2 separate regions of the Danio rerio genome follow, and region 2 is linked to region 1. Evidence: chromatin contacts called from public Hi-C data. All regions are on one chromosome and are shown on one strand. The core of a region is the stretch at or near the end of the contact, and the rest is flanking DNA. Distances in the headings are between cores, read along the strand shown.

Evidence for each region. A called contact is a pair of places that touch in the nucleus more often than the background predicts.
Region 2: a Hi-C map of embryo shows a contact between it and region 1, with 2.0 times the contacts expected there. The contact joins the promoter of nrsn1 here to the enhancer-like site in region 1. A contact is called at or near these places in 2 of 18 Hi-C or Micro-C datasets (caudal fin and embryo).

What each region holds. Positions count from the first base shown.
Region 1 is chr16:148,616-152,858 of GRCz12tu, reverse strand. No RefSeq gene overlaps it. Among named protein-coding and RNA genes, the nearest start is that of si:ch211-201o1.1, 24 kb to the left of the region's middle. Within about 2 kb of position 2,293, at least 17 of the 62 cell types and tissues checked have an H3K27ac peak or open chromatin away from gene starts, as enhancers often do.
Region 2 is chr16:249,118-253,456 of GRCz12tu, reverse strand. nrsn1 (neurensin 1) reads right to left here and starts at 2,734. Exons shown (of 3, transcript NM_199959.1): 1 at 2,694-2,734.

The DNA.
Region 1 (4,243 bases), core at 1,044-3,543:
TCGTCTTACCTGATTTCCGGAACCTGCTGTTCCCCGGACTCGATCCACCGCGGCCGGCTCCTCCTCCTCCTCCTCCGGGACCTCCGCTCCGCCGCACAACGCTGTGAGCTAAGCGGACAAACTGGTTGCATCGGGAAAGCCCTGCACTCGGAGGCGAGCCGTTGGCCGGCGAGCTCGAAGAGAAGGGGAGGAGCGGCGCCACACCGCCCCGCAGCGTTCGCTTGAAAAAAACTAAACGCGGCCTTACGTACCTCCGACCACGTAAATCGCGGTCTCCAGAAACGTCCGCGGGGCTACGTTTCCAGAATGAGCTTGGGTTGGGTTATTCACTCAGAACAACACTGATCCAACGCTGGGAATCGAACCTGTGAAGTTCCAATCTCAAATCCAGCTTGCTAACATCAGGCCACGGCTGCCCCACACATCTTCAGCATCACTCACACTACGAGCAGCAAAGCAGCAAGCGGCTGTTCATTTCAACAGAGAGTGGGAGACTTCCGGTGAGCTCCAGTGACCGTTGGTAAGCAGGTGGGCGTGTCGAGCGATGCCACAAAGTTAAGAATTCTTCAACTTTATGCAAATGAAGAGCATCATGAGCCACAGCCAATAGGAGCACACACTCCTCACGTGATCCTCCCTCAGCTCACTCAGAGGCTGCCTGTATTCTCCTAGAACTACTCAGACCCTGATTGGAGGGATCTGTGCTCCCTCTACATGTGTGCTGTGATAGTTGCGCGGATGTATTCAGGTGGATTGGGTACACCGCTGGACAGGTGTGTGTGTGTGTGTGTGTGTGCTCTCCTAATCATCCTGCTCTGCATTGACAATGGCAGGCGTTTACTCCATGATTGTTCCTGGGTTATGGCGGAGATTCGAGACTGACGTGTGCATGATGTGGGGCTTATAGACTAATGTTTGGGTCATGGTAGACTTTTTGAATCACGGCTCTCGCTGCCTCGTGTTTATGCTGCCCCCTTCGAGGACATACAGACTTACTGAAGGGTTATGGGTCAGACATCTACTGTGTGGACTACAGAAACAGACTGCATCTTGCACATTAACGCTACTGTGTAAAAGCTGACATCAAATTCATTCATCTTCCTTCACCTTAGTCCCTTATTTATCAGTGCTCGCCACAGCGGAATGAACTGCCAACTATTCCAGCAAGTGTTTTAAACAGCGGATGCAACCCAGTACTGGGAAATGACATGAAATAAATGTATTTTAAAGTTGGTTGTATATTATTTAGATTATTTATCAAATCACAGAGAATAAGCTCAGACTCTGTGTTGACAGTGTTGTTCAGCTGAAGTCATATAAGCCGTCAGTAATGTGCACATCCTAAAATTCACATCCGACCTGCAGTATCAGACAGAAGCTGTTCAGCACAGATATCCTGACCACAACTGCATGTTAGCAGGTTCACACCAGTCCTTTAATTAAAACTATGCAAATAAGCAGCAGTGCTCCGCAGGACAGTGTGTTTGCTCTGATCATCAGAACTTCCGCTTGTCTTCTTGTCGACTGGTTTTTAAGATGTCCTGGAAAGACTAGCTTATTTTCCATTAATGTTGCACATCTGTCACACACCGCCTGGTGCAAACAGCAGAGATGTGGACACAGATCTGAACGCTGATGCACAGAAGTTGTGGAAAGCCGGTGTAGTGATGGGAGGAATGCATCTGCACTCTTTCCTCCGCTTTTCTCTGCGATTCATCCGCATGCTCATCCTGAAAACCTCACTGCGCAGCTCAGACACATCTTCAAATGTTGATCACATCAGAACAGACGAACGTCCAGAGCAAGTTCTGATCTACATGTATGTGTCTCCCTGTCCATGACCGCAACGTCCCGAAGCGACCCAAATCAGCATCATCAGATTAAAATCCCTCCAGAAGGATGCGGTCCATCGCTCGCGATCACAGAGGATGAGCTCATGAGTGGAGAAGAGCGGATCTCCAGCGCAGACTGAGGCGGATCTGTGCTGAAAGTGCCGGCGCGCAGCCTCTGTGTGTGTGTGTGTGTGTGTGTGTGTGTGTGTGTGTGTGTGTTTGGCTCCAGTAGACATACAGAAGCTGAACTAGACATGAGACTAAAATGGACTAAATCAAGAGTAAAACACACGGAAACACACTTGCGCAGTCTCAGAGAGGGTTTCTGATGCTTCAGACGGGCTGAGCGGAGTGTTTTCCTTTGTCTTATTCACAAATGCAGGAAGCAGGGTCAGTGGTGTGTCTGTGTCGGAGCTGCAGAGCTATACTGGATGCAGTTCCAGCGACTCCAGCATGAGGGCAGCATCGTCCGCCTGTAGGAGAACACAGAGTCTCGTCTGGACGCTTTGTCTGAAAACACCAGACACAAAAACACCACAGCATGCAGGAGTCTGACGAGACCCACATCTGACTGACAAATCCAATCAACCCCCCATCACTTCAGACCCAGCCTGTGTGTGTGTGTGTGTGTGTGTGTGTGTGTGTGTGTGTGTGTGTGTGTGTGTGTGTGTGTTGTAAGCTTTAAATGACAGAATTGTAAAGGCTATAGTCTGTTAGTTGCATTCTGCAAAACCGTTAGTGATTCAGGAGTACTGGGCTTTATTCTGCCTGATGCTGAATGTCTGTGTGAGCCGTAACTCCAGCTTGGGGACAGAGAGGATGAGTTGTTGATGGAGCGAATCCTCCTCCACACACACACACGTCTGAAAGCAGAGCGGTGATGTAAGCATGTGTCATTTCAGCAGACAGACCCAACACAGGATTAATCCAGCACTCACCTCTTGTTTACAAGCAGCAGATGCATGCCTAAAGCAGCGGTGACCAAGCCTGATCCTGGAGATGTGCCGTCCTGCAGCTTTCAGATGCAGCCCAAATCAAACACACCTGCCTGTCATCATCAAGTGCTGCTCAGGTCCTGATTATCAGTTCAGGTGTGATTGATCAAGGTAGCAGCTGAACTCTCCAGGAATGTAGATCTGCATGAGCAGGTAGAGCACCCCTGGCCTACAGCACCATCAGAGATCTGCAGATACTTACTGACCACACTTCAATGCTGCTCTGCCATTGACAACAGAGGATAAACACAGGAAAACTATAAACAACCATGCAGGATTTAAGAACAGTCAATCCAGTCATCATATGACCACCGCTATAGATGAAGTGTGAGGTCTTCACTGCAGGTGAATTATAATAATGCACATTTAAAATGATCTGGAAGCAGTTTTGATTAAGTGTGCAGTGTTTAAAGAGGTATATTTCATTCTTAAGTATATGTGTGAATGAGTGTGTATGGGTGTTTCCCAGTACAAAAAAAACTACTGATAAAATAGTGATGTAATTCCTTACATGTGTTTTAGTTCGGTCGACAACAAACAGCAGACTTTTGTATTTAAAGCACACAACAGGAGAATACTGAACAACTGCTCTTTAATGAATGCCTGTGCTGTGGGACAATGCAGAGTAACTAACAGAAGCACATAACACTGACATTCAGACCGTGCTGGACAGCAAACACACGAAACCAGCAACTCAAACATGCACTGAATTAACCACATCGATAACCAAGGAGACTGATCAGTATGGCAACAGCGGGACACATGAAGCAGGTACAGAAGAGACATGAAGACCAACTCTATCTCTCAGAGAGACACATCCTCACATCTTCAGAAGGAGGGATGAAGTTCTGGAGGAGGAGGAGGAGGAGGAGGGACACTGAGGCTGAAGAGAATGAAATGTTTTCAACCCAGGCTCATTCCAATTATGTAGCCCTGTATACATTAATGGAGAGCGCCAAATACGTCTCTGGAGCTACGATTGTTTGCAGTTTTACCAACATCACCAAAGAAGAGTCACTCTGAACAGTGTGTACTGCTGAGATTTGGACAAATCCAAAGCATTTCCCCATAATATGCGTCTAAATGAGATTTGCTTCTATAGATCATTCCATTTGGCCCAATTCAAGCCTCAAAATCCCCCCCGAGTTAATGAAAACACCCCAACAGCACACAAGGGTTGAACTGTAAGAGTCCTGCTCATGAACGTCTACAAGGAGCTGTTCCCAGATCAGGTTGATGGCGAGGTGTAAACATGCGGCAGATTAACGGCAGGGAGCTGAACGTGCGGCTTTACCTCTGAAGGTGTCCGTGTGTGTTGAGGTGTGTTCAGATCATGCAGCGAGTGTTTGAACACCTGCAGGAAGTCTCACGCTGGCAGAGGAAGTCAGCTTTTCCAGGCCGGTCCGTCAGCAAACA
Region 2 (4,339 bases), core at 1,485-3,984, 100 kb before region 1:
TGTTTCTTTAATGAAACTGTTAGTGTGGACGCGGCGTCTGTGTGGACGTGTGTATTTAAGCAGAAGCATCAGCTGGAGCTCACACACTTCCCTGATGTGCGGTCAGTGTTGGAGAACACAGATCTCTGTCCGTCAGTGTGTGTGCGGCTGGGTTCAGTCATCAGCATTATAAACAGCAGTGTGTGTGTGTGTGTGTGTGTGTGTGTGTGTGTGTGAGCGCAGGGGAAATGAGGCTGCTGCCGTTTCCTGCAGAGCGCAGTAATTAAATCAGGGCCGGCTGTGAATCTGCTGAAATGAGTCAGTCTGAGCTCTGACACTCACACACACACACACACACACACACACACACACTGCTCAGAAAATGAGGACGCGTTCCTCATACACACACCACTGCAGAGCGGCATACACTGAAGCCTCATACACACCCAGACATGTGTGGCTCATGCTTATCAACACTATGACAGGTATGCCGTATGCGGATGTGCAAACTCACTCCCTGACACTAGGTGGCGCTGAATGAAGAACAGAGATGCTGCAGTACACAGGGTGCTTCACACCCGCCTCATTTCAGATCCTCTGCCTTTTTGGTGCGGTTGATTTGGGAAGGGTTAAAGAGGCAGATGTACTCTCCTGCTCACCTGAAGTAGACTAATCAAGCACAGCGAGAGCTGCAGGCAGAGGTGGAGCGCTCCGCTTTCAGAGCAGCTCTGGAGCGATCAGTTTGTTTGTGGTCAGAACATGAAGATGACCAAAGCTGTTGTTGGACTAGGCCAGCTGCCATAACATTAAACACTACTGCAATGCTGGCACCAGCGTGTGAGGAGCTCCACTGCTGCTAATCGATCCTCTGCTCGGTTTACTTCGCTGTGTTGTGCACGTCAGGCTCCCACTCGTTTATTCTGACCAATCAACACGCAGCTCTGAATATTCAGCTCTCAGGCCATCTGGATGTGGTCATGTGACGCTTTCTGGTTACTTCCAACTGTTTTGAGTTCAGAGCAGTCAGTCTGGTGTGAAATGGAGCCAAAATGGCTGCAAAGTACTGCAGTGTATAACTTCACACTTTACCCAGAGGAAACGCACCACCGGTGTGAACGCCAAACTAAAGACATGAGCCTAGCATTTTAAAATAAACACATTAATATGTGTGTGTTGATGTGCACACTCGCTTTAGCGCCCTTTATTCAGTCACGACACATTAAACGTCAGCGATATTCACACACAGTGATCATCATGTGTGTGTGTGTGTGTGTGTGTGTGTGAGCCTTAACATGCTCAATCATTAATTAGTTTACAGAGGCGTTTACCCACGGGGATTAAAAACTCAGTTTATCAGTCATAATTACACAAAGACAGAACGCACCTGCAGAATTAAATATGTGTAAGTGTAGGATTATTCTTCACTCTTCAGATTTATTTCAGTAATATTATGGGATAATAATAATAATAATAATATAATAATAATAATAATATTTTGGGCGAGGCAGTGGCGCAGTAGGTAGTGCTGTCGCCTCACAGCAAGAAGGTCGCTGGTTCGAGCCTCAGCTTAGTTGGCATTTCTGTGTGGAGTTTGCATGTTCTCCCTGTGTTCGCGTGGGTTTTCTCCGGGTGCTCCGGTTTCCCCCACAGTCCAAACACATGCGCTATAGGGGAATTGGTTAGGCTAAATTGTCTGTAGTGTATGAGTGTGTGTGTGTAAATGTGTGTGTAGATGTTTCCCAGAGATGGGTTGCAGCTTGAAAGGCATCCGCTGTGTAAAAAATTGCTGGATAAGTTGGCGGTTCATTCCACTGTGGCGACCCCGGATTAATAAAGGGACTAAGCCGACAAGAAAATGAATGAATGGTGATTCCACAGTTGCTATGGAAACACAAGAACTACAGTAACTGATCTCCTGTGGTGATTCTACAGTTGCTATGGTAACACATTAACAACAGTGATTGATCTGTTGTGGTTATTCTACAGTTGCTATGGTAACATTAACAACAGTGATTGATCTGTTGTGGTGATTCTACAGTTGCTATGGTAACACATTAACACAGTGATTGATCTGTTGTGGTGATTCTACACACGTGTTCTGATATATTAGCTAATTATCTATGCTCATACACCAATTAAGCATCAGCTCCACTGTAAGGGAGATGAATGGGATTTGCTCCTAAACACTAATGCTAATCTCTCTTTAGTCTCCACGAACGTCTTAATGTCTCGAGGTAATCTTCAGTGTAAATCTGATCGCCTCTATAGATGATATGTGCATCTTCAGAAATGAAATCCTTCTGTAAATGCAGATATCTGAGAGAGAGAGATGCTGAATGCTCCGTCAGTGTCCGTCTCGTCATCAGAAATGACGCCAGAGCTGCTCCTGATCGTGCATGTCCTCTGCTGTTCAGAGACACTCTGTACCCACACACACACCACCATCATCATCACCATCATCATCATCATCTGATCGTCTAATAACAACAGTCCGATGGTGTTTTCAGATGCAGAAAGCTGCACTTTACCGGCAGAAATGCTCATTCTCCACACATCTGTCATCGACACATCAGCAGATTGATCGAGCTGTCAGACTCTAACGCACAAACCGGACACACACATCCTCCCCGACGGTGTGTGTGTAAGTGTGGAGAGTGAAAGGTGTCGACTGATCAGAGTTTTGATAACTGTAATGAGTGAATAAAAGCGAATACCTGTCATAACCGGTCGGAGCTGCTGCTGTTCCTCGCTCCGCTCAGCCGCCGATGCGCTGGATGATGCAGTGCGCATGCGCAGCTCAGCGCTTCTGTGAGTCACCTGGAGGACAGAGAGATGCTTTGCTCTCTTTTTTCTTTCCTGTATTATGAAATACAGCCGAGGTCACAATTATTCGCCCTTCCGTGAAATTTAATGCTTCAGGATTTTTTCTTTTTGTCTCTATATTTGAGAGGGCATTGTTTAATCTCTTGTGTAAATGATCGCAGTGTGTTAGGGTTTGGGTTGTATTCAAATTTATGGCAAAAACACATTTAAATATTTGATTTAGGCTTTTCAGACTTTTTAAGCTTTTGGTGCTTAACATACAGCATACAGTGTACATGTATTATACATGCAGCATGAAGATATTCATTTATTCATTTTCCATCTGCTTAGTCCATTTATTCATCAGAGGTCACCACAGCAGAATGAACCGACAACTATTCCAGCATAAGCTTTTTTTACGCAGCAGATGTCCTTCCAGCTGCAGCCCAGTACTGGGAAACACACACACGCACACACACACACACTTTTTTCAATTTAGTTAATCAATTCCTCTATAGTGCATGTGTTTGGACAATATGTTCAGTATATTTTAATATATTATCAGTATCAGTATTATCCAGTAATCAGTCTCTAAAGGTACACACTTTTCAAATACAATTTGCTGTAGTTTACGTTTGAACATTGTGTGTGCATTTACTGCATATCTGATATATCCTGCACCTTTGTATTCCTCAAGTAATACTGCAGTGATTTTGACCTATTCTATCGTGAAATATTGACTAAGAAATTAACTAAAGCGATTAATCTGCTGTGGGGTTTCTACAGTTGCCATGGTAACAACAATTATAGTGATTGATTGTTGTGGTGATTCTAATGTTGCTATGGTAATAACAATTATAATTGATCTGTTGTGGTGAATCTATAGTTGCTATGGTAACACAACAACTACAGTAATTAATGTTTTTGTGATTCCACAGTTGCTATGGTAACAATAACTACAGTGATTGATCTGTTGTGTTATTCTACAGTTGGCATGGTAACAGCAACTATAATAACTGATCTATTGTGGTGAATATACAGTTACTATGGTAACAACCACAGTATTTGATCTGTGTTGATTCTACAGTTTCTATGGTAACAATAACTATACTGATTGGTCTGTTGTGGTAATACTACAGCTGTTATGGTAACACAACTACTATAGTAATTGGTGTGTTGTGGTAAATCCATAGTTGCTATGGTAACAACAACAAGAGTAATTGATCTGTTGTGGTGATTCTACAGTTGCTATGGTAACACATCTAAAGTAATATAATCTCTTGGCCCAGTGGTGTGGTGTTGTTCTGGGTGGTGTCAGCTGTTCATTCTTCTGTCTCTGTTATAGTGAGTGTGTAAGAGGACCGATCCTGTTGTTGTCTCAGTGAATCATCAGATGAATGACTCCTCAGATGAGAAGTGTCGAGTCTACACTGAAAATGACGCTGGCTCTTCATCAATACGCTGTAATTAAGAGTGTAAACCACACAGCGGCCTGATTCATGTGCTCCTCGTCTACTTAATGCCGCTGTTTCACACACACCGTTACTCTGAGCTGAAT